Linked DNA regions of Mus musculus: region 1 is linked to region 2. A link is a contact called in public HiChIP or PLAC-seq data. All regions are on one chromosome and are shown on one strand. The core of a region is the stretch at or near the end of the contact, and the rest is flanking DNA. Distances in the headings are between cores, read along the strand shown. Region 1 has its middle 37 kb from the start of Erbin. Region 2 holds the start of Erbin (Erbb2 interacting protein).

Evidence for each region. HiChIP or PLAC-seq counts read pairs in DNA pulled down with a chosen protein or histone mark.
Region 1: an H3K4me3 HiChIP or PLAC-seq map of the SCID.adh cell line shows a contact between it and region 2, with 18 read pairs. The contact joins the enhancer-like site here to the promoter of Erbin in region 2. A contact is called at or near these places in 4 of 39 promoter capture datasets (the 3T3-L1 cell line, 3T3-L1-derived adipocytes, cranial neural crest and 1 more), 1 of 15 datasets of contacts at CTCF or cohesin (the NIH/3T3 cell line), 9 of 484 Hi-C or Micro-C datasets (the 3T3-L1 cell line, the G1E-ER4 cell line, the HPC-7 cell line and 4 more) and 10 of 115 datasets of contacts at active chromatin or transcription factors (the SCID.adh cell line, craniofacial prominence, embryonic basal ganglia and 5 more).

Annotation. Positions count from the first base shown.
Region 1 is chr13:103,955,651-103,960,224 of GRCm38.p6, reverse strand. No RefSeq gene overlaps it. Among named protein-coding and RNA genes, the nearest start is that of Erbin, 37 kb to the right of the region's middle. Within about 2 kb of position 2,799, at least 51 of the 459 cell types and tissues checked have an H3K27ac peak or open chromatin away from gene starts, as enhancers often do. A contact at or near this core is called in the G1E-ER4 cell line, the SCID.adh cell line, craniofacial prominence and 1 more, where this site is marked.
Region 2 is chr13:103,917,436-103,922,206 of GRCm38.p6, reverse strand. It overlaps Erbin (Erbb2 interacting protein), which reads left to right and starts at 1,621. Exons shown (of 26, transcript NM_001289473.1): 1 at 1,621-1,961. It overlaps D130037M23Rik, which reads right to left. Exons shown (of 1, transcript XM_006517803.4): 1 at 1-4,771. The coding sequence starts at 2,214. The coding sequence ends at 385.

The sequences.
Region 1 (4,574 bases), core at 1,550-4,049, 37 kb before region 2:
TAATCTCACCACATTTTAAACCTCAAATGCCATCATTCATAAACAACAGTTTAAAAAGAAAAAGCAAAACAGGCAGCTAAAAATAACCGTTAAGAGTCATTGCCAAGGTAAACACCAAGAGCAGGGGTACAACTCCAAACAGATGTCTCATTAGCTCACAGTCATTGTATGCATGGAGACTCAAATGCACTAAACCAAACAAGAGCTGGTCTGGTACCTAGCTGACATTACAGAATGCCAGATCCCTGGGAATGAAAAGACCTGAGACTCATCCCTCCGCTGCCGCTGACGTAGACCGTGACCTTGGACATGTTCATTCATTTCTCTTGGCCTTGTTCCTGCTCATGCTGTCTGTGCAGAAGACTTTCCACCTACTTACCTTGGAAATGGCGAGGACAAAGGGGTAAACACCAGCGAAGTGCTTTACGGTACTGTGGAAAAAAAATATTTTTTCAGGACTACAATATATTAAGTTTTTATTTTGACAGAGAACGGTCTGAACAGCAGATAACAAACCAACTTTAAGTCATTAACAGACACTACATGGATAACATTTCCTAGCAAGGAATACTGCACACATAACTTTTTAATTACACTCAGATCGAATTCACCTTTAAACCTCACAGGTTTCTCTAGCAAGGCTGCATAAGCTGCAATTAAAATAGAGAAGACTTGCAAAATCTCATCCCTTCACCCAAAGGTCTAGAATGAAGGATTTGAAAGCTTTGTGTTCTCATTGGATGTGACTGTTAGAGGTTCTGATTTTAATTGCGATAACCACCTGGGAGGAGAATAGGTTAAAATTAGTAATTGCTTTAATTTTAGTTCTTAAACAAAATTACTTTCTAACCTCCCATTGGGTAGGAACAGTTAAAAAAAAAAGTAAAATGTGCAGGAAGGATCCATTCTTCTCTGGAGTCACTAACAGTCTCTGCAAATGCATCGCTCCATGTCAACAATTCATTCTGACTATTGGAATACGACAAGGCACAAACGAACGGTTTTAGTTTAAGTGGGAGAGATTTAAAAATAATTGGCTCCCTGCCCCCACACTCCTTTTCGCTTCTACTTCTTTAGTCCACATTTAAGGATATTTAGGGGGAAAAGATCAACCACTCGCCTAGAGCCTCTAGTACTGCTTCAGTGTTCAAGCCCAAGCCTGTGGCTTGAGAGCTGCCTTCTCCAGCACCAACACGTCCCTGTCTCAAATGCTCTACCCCCACCCCACCCCCATGTTTCTTGAACTTGCAAATTTATTCTTTGCACTTGCTATTTCTTCCAACACAGTTATTCTTCCCACATCTCTTTATCTGCCTCCCTCCTTGTTACCAGTCAGGACTCAGCTCAGACGGCCCTTTTTCAAAGAGGACTTCCCTGAATCTGTAGAGAAAGCAGCGCGCGCACACACACACACACACACCCCGTTGCGGCAGCATTGTTGCACCATCCAGACTGCATCCTGTAAGCTAATCACTACATATTATACAACAGATACTCTTTCAGTTCTGTCCCTTTAGAAGACTCTGACTAAAACCTGTGGTGTACTAGAAACCCTTTCCTTCTGAAGCGTCTACAAAGTTCTGGGAGAAAGAGAAACTTCCTAAGCAGCCTGTCATTGTGAGGGACAAATTCTTCCGAGGACGAGCTTCAAGGAAGGCTGAAGGTATTAGGCGAGAGAGGAGGTCATTAAATGCTAACAATTCATTTTTAAAGGAAAAAAAAAGAGAGAAGATTTACTTTTGCCTAGTTTATAACTCATTTAGAGGATGAAGTAGCTTCGGTCAGACTGGGAATTAAAGGGCTGGTAAAGCTCATTTGGTAAAGGGTTTGCTCTGCAAACCAAAGGACCCAAGTTCATGCCTAGAACCACAAAACCAACCAGGTGCAGCAGCACACACTTCTGATCCCAGTAGAGACAGGCAGATCCGTGGGCTCACCAGATCTCCACACCAGCCTACTTGGCCAGTTCCAGGCTAGTGAAAGTCCCTGTCTCAAGAACCAAAGTGAGTGGCATAAGGAATGGCATTAGAGGTACACACACATACACACACATACCACACACATACACACAAACACACACTACACACATACACAACACACACGCATACACACACTACATACATACACACACTACACATACACACAAACAGACTACACACACACAAACATATACTCTACATATACACAAACACTATACACATACACACAAACACACCACACACATACATACAAACATACTACACACTTAGACACAAACACACCACAATTTCACAGACCTTTGTTAAAGCCAGGACACCTGACTGTAGGATGGGGTCAGTCTAGGCCATGAAAATCAAGGTCCTGATTTCCCCAGTCTGGCCTAGGCCTGAAGGTTTACTTGATAATCCAGTCAAAGTAACCCAAGCTTTATTTGTAACAGCTCTAGCAGCCAGGGAGCCTGTCACTTCTGTGACTTCATTCATCACTCAGTCAGTAGGAAATGAGAGCTTACTGGTTCCAGGCCTCTACCCTGTCTTTTACAAGACCTTTAAGCTATCACCTTACCAGGGATGTTAAAGTAAACAAGACACCCTGTTTGTCAGTAGGGAGCTACCAATCTACTAAGGGTGGCAAAAACAATCAGAAAATCAAAATCCACTGTGTAATAAACTCTAATAGGAGTAAGTATGGGGTGCTGTGGGAATAGAGGGCGACCCCTTACTCAGTCTAGAGTAGACAGTTGCAAGAGAACTGTGGGGTTTGCACTGAGATCCGATACTGCGGGTAGCTGATAACGAGGATCTGGTGATACAGAGAACGCTTGGTCTGTTCCAGATGGTGAGTGTGTCGCAGTATATGCAAAGACCAGGAAATACCAGAGCACACAGAAAGAAACTCATTGTTGCTGCAGCTGTGGTGGGGGAAGGGATACTGGAAGAGGTGAAGCTGTAGAAACAGGTGGACAGAGCAGATCGTGAACGTCTATGGGTTGAGAAATTTGGACTTAATCCTGAAGGCAGTGACCATTATATATTAGCAGGAGAAAGGTGAGCTTGGGTTGTGATTTAGAACAACCATTCTAGCTACTGTGTGTAGACTGGATCTCTGAGGACAGACTGAAGGCAAGGAGGGGATTTTGGACTCTTTTGCTATGATGAAGGTGAGACATTAGAGTAGCTTGGACTGTTAATGGCTGTAGTGATGGAGAGAAATGGCTGGAAATCTGTCTAATTGGCAAAATGTGTAAGACTTGGCATTCAGGTGAAGGGATGTTGAACAGGGGTGGGTCAAAGGCGACAGGTGGTACAGGTAGAAAATTAGGTAGGAAACTGCAGATTAGAGAAGGATGTGAGAAGGAAATTAATACAGGGCCCATGAGGTTCTTCTCGTGTAGCTGATAATATGTCAGCCAGCACTCTGGAAAAGAGTTTGGAAAAAGATGTGGGGGCTTCAATCCACTCATATAGACTTGGTGACTGGAGCCACAAGAACAAATCAAAATCTGCTAAGCTGCAGGAGAAAACAACCCAGAAGTTCCTCAGAGGTGAACTGATTTCTTCAAGAAGATCAACTAAAGAAAAATAGAACTATGCTGTGACTAAGATTTATAAGAGGTCTGGAAAGATGGTTTAGATGCAGTTAAGAGCACTCATTCCTCAATTAGAAGGGCCAAAGGTTGGAACCCAGCACCCATATAACAAGCCAAGTATCCCCTAAAGTCTTGTAATTCCATCTTTGAGGGATCTAACACTCTTTTCTGGCCTCGGTGTATGCACATCTATGTGTACCTGTACAAACATGTATGCATGAACACAGAGGTTTAAAAAAGGAAAAAATAAACAAAGCCTTATAATATTCCATACCTGTAGATCCTTGCAAGTAGAAAGTAGAGGTAGGAAGACAAGACATCTGCAGGCATTCTTGAATCCATAGCAAGTTCCAATCAGCCTAGGTTATGTAAGACTCTATTGAAGAAGAGAAGGAAGAGGAGGAGGAGGAGGAGGAGGAGGAGGAGGAGGAGGAGGAGGAGGAAGAAGAAGAAGGAGGAGGAGGAGAAGGAGGAGAAGGAGGAGAAGGAGAAGAAAAAGAAAAAAGGGGGGGAGAATTATTATTGCTATCAGAATTTAACCCCCCCCAAGATGGCTCAAAATTGAAATAAACAACTAGGAGAAGTGTCTGGTGGTGGAAAAAATCTTTGTGATTACTTGAGGGAATTTATGATCATTTCTGTTTCTTCTAAACCGTTGCAAATGCTGGCTTTCTCTCAAGGTGACACTTTTGTACCTCCCTTTGGCCAGAGTGTAGATACTTTCATCAAAAAGTGAAAAGCTGAAGTTAGCTTTGCTTTCCTGGAAGTGCTGTTTTACAGACGTTTGTTTTAGTTTCTTTATGAGAAGGCACTGTGGTTTGAACAAGTACACTCAGAAAGCCCAGTATTAAAGGCTTGGCCCTGGAGGTGCTATTGGGAGGTAGTAGAACCTTTAGGATGGGGGATCTAGAAAGAGGTTTTTGATCCCAGGAGGCATGGCCTTTACAGGGACTGTGGGACATTGGTGTCTTCTCTTTATTTTACTTCCTGCATGCCTTGAGGTAAG
Region 2 (4,771 bases), core at 372-2,871:
AAATAATTCTTTGGTGGACTTCGTGAACTCTTTCCCTTGGATGCAAGCCAAAACTCATCTGTAAGGCATATAGCTTTTTATTCAAAGTTGGTGATGAATAATTATCTCTGGGCTACAGACGGAAGAACTGAACCAGTGGCTTGAAGGACCCAGAGGCTAATTACCATCCCTGTGCATAGTTAATACAGCAGAGTGGGGGTGGACGATGGTTTGCCCAGAATCTATTCCATTCCCTCGGGTAAAACAAGGATGTTCTGTCTGCTAACATACTTAAAGCAGTAACTGTAAAAACGGCAATGTTATGGTTGAAGCTTTCTAAGCCATATGTGTTGACAGAATGCTTAAGTCTCTCTCTGCAATAAACGCAAACCCTGCCAGGCAGAACTACCAGGGCCAGCGCGACTGACTGAACGACTGCACGCCCGAAAGCGTAGGGGCTGGAAGGCTTCGCGGCGCTCGGAGTGCATCCAATGTTTCCTCTAACAAAGGCACCGTCTTGAGGCAATTTCGCGGGCCACGCTCCCCGCCTCCCAGCACCAGCTTTGTCTCCTCGGAGGGGCCCCCGGCCGCGTCGCCGCTTGCAGCAAGCTCGGAGGCCGGCCCGGCGTGGGAAGAAGCTGCACGGAGCAGCGGCGGTGGTTTCCTGCAACCTGAGCGTGCCATTAGAGGCGTCGGAGTGCTGCAGCTGAAAGAGATACCTGCTGCCTGGAAATCGGGGCTGCACTCGAACAACCTCTTTGCACCAATTACGGTCGTACAAAGAAACTCGATCGGCCCGGGCGGCGGAGGCCTCGCGGGGTCGTGGGGGGCGGAGGGGAGCCCGGCGGCCCGGGCCTCGGGAGGGTGGGTGGCGGGCCTCCCGCCGCGCGCCTCCCCGCCGGCCCGCGGCCCCCGGCCCGCGCCCCCCGCCGCCGACGTCGACCGCGTAGACCCCGTGCGCGCTGACTGGCTCGCGCCGGCCTTCGCCTGGCTGTGGGCGGTTGGGGCGCCCCCGCGGGAGCCCGCCCCGCCCCCGTCGCCGCCGCCGCCGCCGCGCGCAGCCTCGGCCCCCTTAGCCGCCGGGGCGGTGGCGCTGTTGCCGCCGAGGCCTGTGAAGCAGAAACTCCCTCCACCCCGGCCCGGCCCGGGTCCGCCTCCTCCTTTCTCTCCTCCGCCTCGCCTCCCCTCTCCGTCTCCCGCTCGAGAGTGAAGGTGGCGCGGCGGCGCGCGACGCAGCCTGGGCCCCCGGCGCGGGCCCGCGAGCTCCCGAGGAGACCGCGCCGCCGCGGCCGCGACCGCAGGGAAAGAGGACGGAGGAGAGCGCAGGGACGGCGGCGGGAAGCCCGGAGGGTTCGAGCGCGAGTGGCAGAGACAGGGCCGGCCGGTCGGACCGCCCGACGGACGGTCGCCTTCCAGCCTGCGCGGCCGGTCGGCTCCGGCTCGGAGCGGCGGGGGCCGGGCGGGCGCAGGGCGCGGCCGGCGCACTCGAGACAATACCCGCGCGGCGCGGCTGTGGGGGCGGAGGCCTAGTGCGGCCCAGGCCGGCCGAGCTCCGCGTCCTCGCCCCCCGTGGGCCGCGCGAGGTTCCGCGGCTCGGGGCGGGCGCCGTCCCCTCCCCCTCGGCGGCGCGGCGCGCCACCCCGGGGTTCCGGGTTCCCGGGCCCCGAGCTGGAGCCTGCTTTTCACCCAGGCAGGAAGTGAGTTTCGCACGGCAATTCCGGGCGGTGTCACGAGTGAAAAGTTTTTTCCTTCGGCGGAGAAGCGAGCCGGGGCTGGGAAACTCCTGACACAAGTCGCGAGCAGGAAGCCAGCCCGCACCCCAGCCCCCACCGGAGCAGCCGCACTGCTGCGGCCGGCCGGGCGGCAGCTCCACATCCGCCTCGTCCTCACGGGAGCCTCGGCGGGGCCCGGAGCCACTGAGGAAGGGCAGGGAACCATGTCAAGCCGAGCCTCGGGACGGCTGCCCTGAGACACCCTGAGAGGTAATTTCTTTTCTTTCTTTTTTTTTCTTTCTTTTACGGGAAGCGTCGAGCCAAGTTCGTGGGCCGGAAGCGACGGTACTTTAGTCCACCTCGCTCTGCCCGACTCGTCTCCCTTCTTTCTCCCGTGCCTTGGCATTTTAGCCGCCGAATAGTAGAACTGATTTCTCCCCCTCGCCCCGTCTACCGTCTGGATTCCTTTCTTTTTAAGACGGGGATTGTAAGAATGCGGTGGGACGAAAAGTTTTTCAGCCATCGGAAGAAAGAGTTCCTTTGTTGAGCAGGAGGGCCAGAAGTTTTAGTGCTCCGGGACGTATACATTGTATATCAAGTTGCTGAGGCTGGCAACTTTTGTTTCCGAAGAAAGTTGAGTCTTCTGGCTGCGGGGAGAGATTGATTCCCTCTCCCTGAGATGGCTGCCACATTTGTTTATGTTGGTGCCGATTGTTTTGGTTTTCGCGTTAATCCTACGCGGAGGTCGTTTCGGTAGAACACGTCTGGTTCTTTGGACTTTAGAAACCGGCTGCCTGCCATTCCCGATTGCTTTTTCTGGACAGCGAAGGCGCCGCTTGTAGTAGTAGTAAGTCGTGCGTTCTTTTCAGTCAGTAGCTTAACAGTGCTTGTTTGGTTACTTGATTGAAGAGTAGCTGCTAGATTTTTCTTGAAACTGGCGTTCTAGGAAACAGAATGTCGTAAAGATTAGGGATGAGGACGGAGAAGGATATGGCTACAAAAACAAAACAAAACGCCAAACACCTGCAAGTAGTTGATTGGTCAGGACTTGTATGCAGTTCCGAATAGGAACAACACTGGAAGGGAAGCGAAATAAAACCCTTAAAATTTTCAGAAGAGTCACACTGTGCGGAAAAAGCGGCGCTGTTTTGCAGTTGTATGTGTGTTGGCCCATCTGTTTTTGTTTGCTTCTGCCTAATAAGTGATAGGTACGGACTGTTCGGGCAGGAATTCGTGAAGCATGGCAGACATTCCACCAGTCAGACCTAGGGACGCTTCTGAACCGATGGAGTTTTCTTTATGGGTAGAACTAATTTTGGTTGCAGTAAACCCTGCTGTCTTTTCCCTTAGTAGTGTTTCAATTGTGTGTGTCTTTTAAAGTTTAATTTGCTCCCCCTGCCTCCAAGTACTTTTGTGGTAAGGGAAGTGACAGGTAATACTGTATTTTAAATAAATATTAACTATAGGTAGATGTAGCTTAAGCTTAAATTGGTGTTTAATCAGATATTACCAGAATAATTACCAGAAACCTGAGGAAAAAGAGTTGACTTCCTTTAGTTCAAAAGAAGAAAGGTAGGTTTTAAAGATCAGGATCAAGTGAGCTCACAACTTGTTCTTGGCTGTTTGGCTTTCATTAAGTACATTTCAAAAGGAGAATCGTTCCAGTATTTATGTTGTTGTGTTATTAGGGCCTGGTCTCTAGAGTTTTTGTTTTCATTTTTATTTTATTGGTGAGATTTGTGAGCCATCAAGCTATTCCTGTTAAAAGTCAGATTGCTTTATGAAGGAGTTTAAAGTGCATGACTGGTGGACTTTATGATTTGGGGACGTATAATTAGGCAGCAAAAGAGGTTAATCTTGAGCATATGAAAGAGGGAAACAAAATAAATGACATTGAACTTCGCTTCCCTTTTATGGCTTCTACTTGGCTCCAGCCTCAAAGCCTGAATAGAGCAAGTCTTTTAGAGAATGAACACTTGCAAAGATGTTTTTGTGTCATTCCGTTTTGTATAAAGTATTGTCACTTGAAAATACCTATTTAACACCCCCACCCCTTAAGGAAGTAGGTTATTTTTGAAAGAGTAGTGTGTTTAGATTTTGACATGTTAAAAATGAGATGTTCCACCTTTGTGAACCTTTGATTCCATTTTTCCTCAACAAGGCATTTATTTTGCAGTTAAAATTGGGTAAATTTAGCATCAAATTAGCTTAATGAATTTTAGGTTTTATACTATTCTCAAGCCAAATATTTTTGGAGACTTGTTTAAAATGAAGCAACGGATTGAAAAGAGATTTCTTCTTACTTACAAGACAGTGCTTTGAAGTCTTTCTGAATGGCCTTAAAATCTATATATTTTCAGCATTGTGTGAGGGAAAATTGTGAGATAAAATATTTCCAGAGTGTTTGCCTGCATTGCATAGAGAGGCTTGGTAATGAAGACAACCACAAGCTTTCAAAGCTTCTCCTGGTTCAGTATTATGGTGATTCCTTGCCATTTAAGAACAAGCTGGTTATTGTTGATGTCATGTATAAAATGCTTCAAGAGATTAAAGAATGCAAACAGTTTTTATTGTGCTGTTTTTAACCAAGTAATAACTATAGGGATATTTTACATTTATTATTGGTAATAAACTTCTGAAATTTGGTTGTTTTAGACATTTTATATATTTTTTTATTTTTGACTCTTCATTTAAAAAATGCTTTGTAGTAAACACCATCTGCCAAGGACCATACTTTAAATCCTGAGAAAATTAGGTACTTATTTGGGCATTTATTTGAAATAATTGCTTATCAATAATATTATTTTAGAGTTTAAGTTCCTTGTTATTATAGGAAAAGAGTAGGTCAATATTTACAAACTATTTGGGATTATACAGAATTTAGTGAGTTGGATAGCAAATGCATTTCTTAATAATTGTTGATATTTAGAGTTTCTTTAAATACACCTACTTTGTTGCTTCCATTTTAATCTTGACTCTGTCTTATTCATCCATTTTTTTTTTCTGTTTTGTTTGTTGTTGAACAAGGACCCACAACACTGAATGGCTTTCTCACTTCCTTTCTTGACAGCAGTGTTACA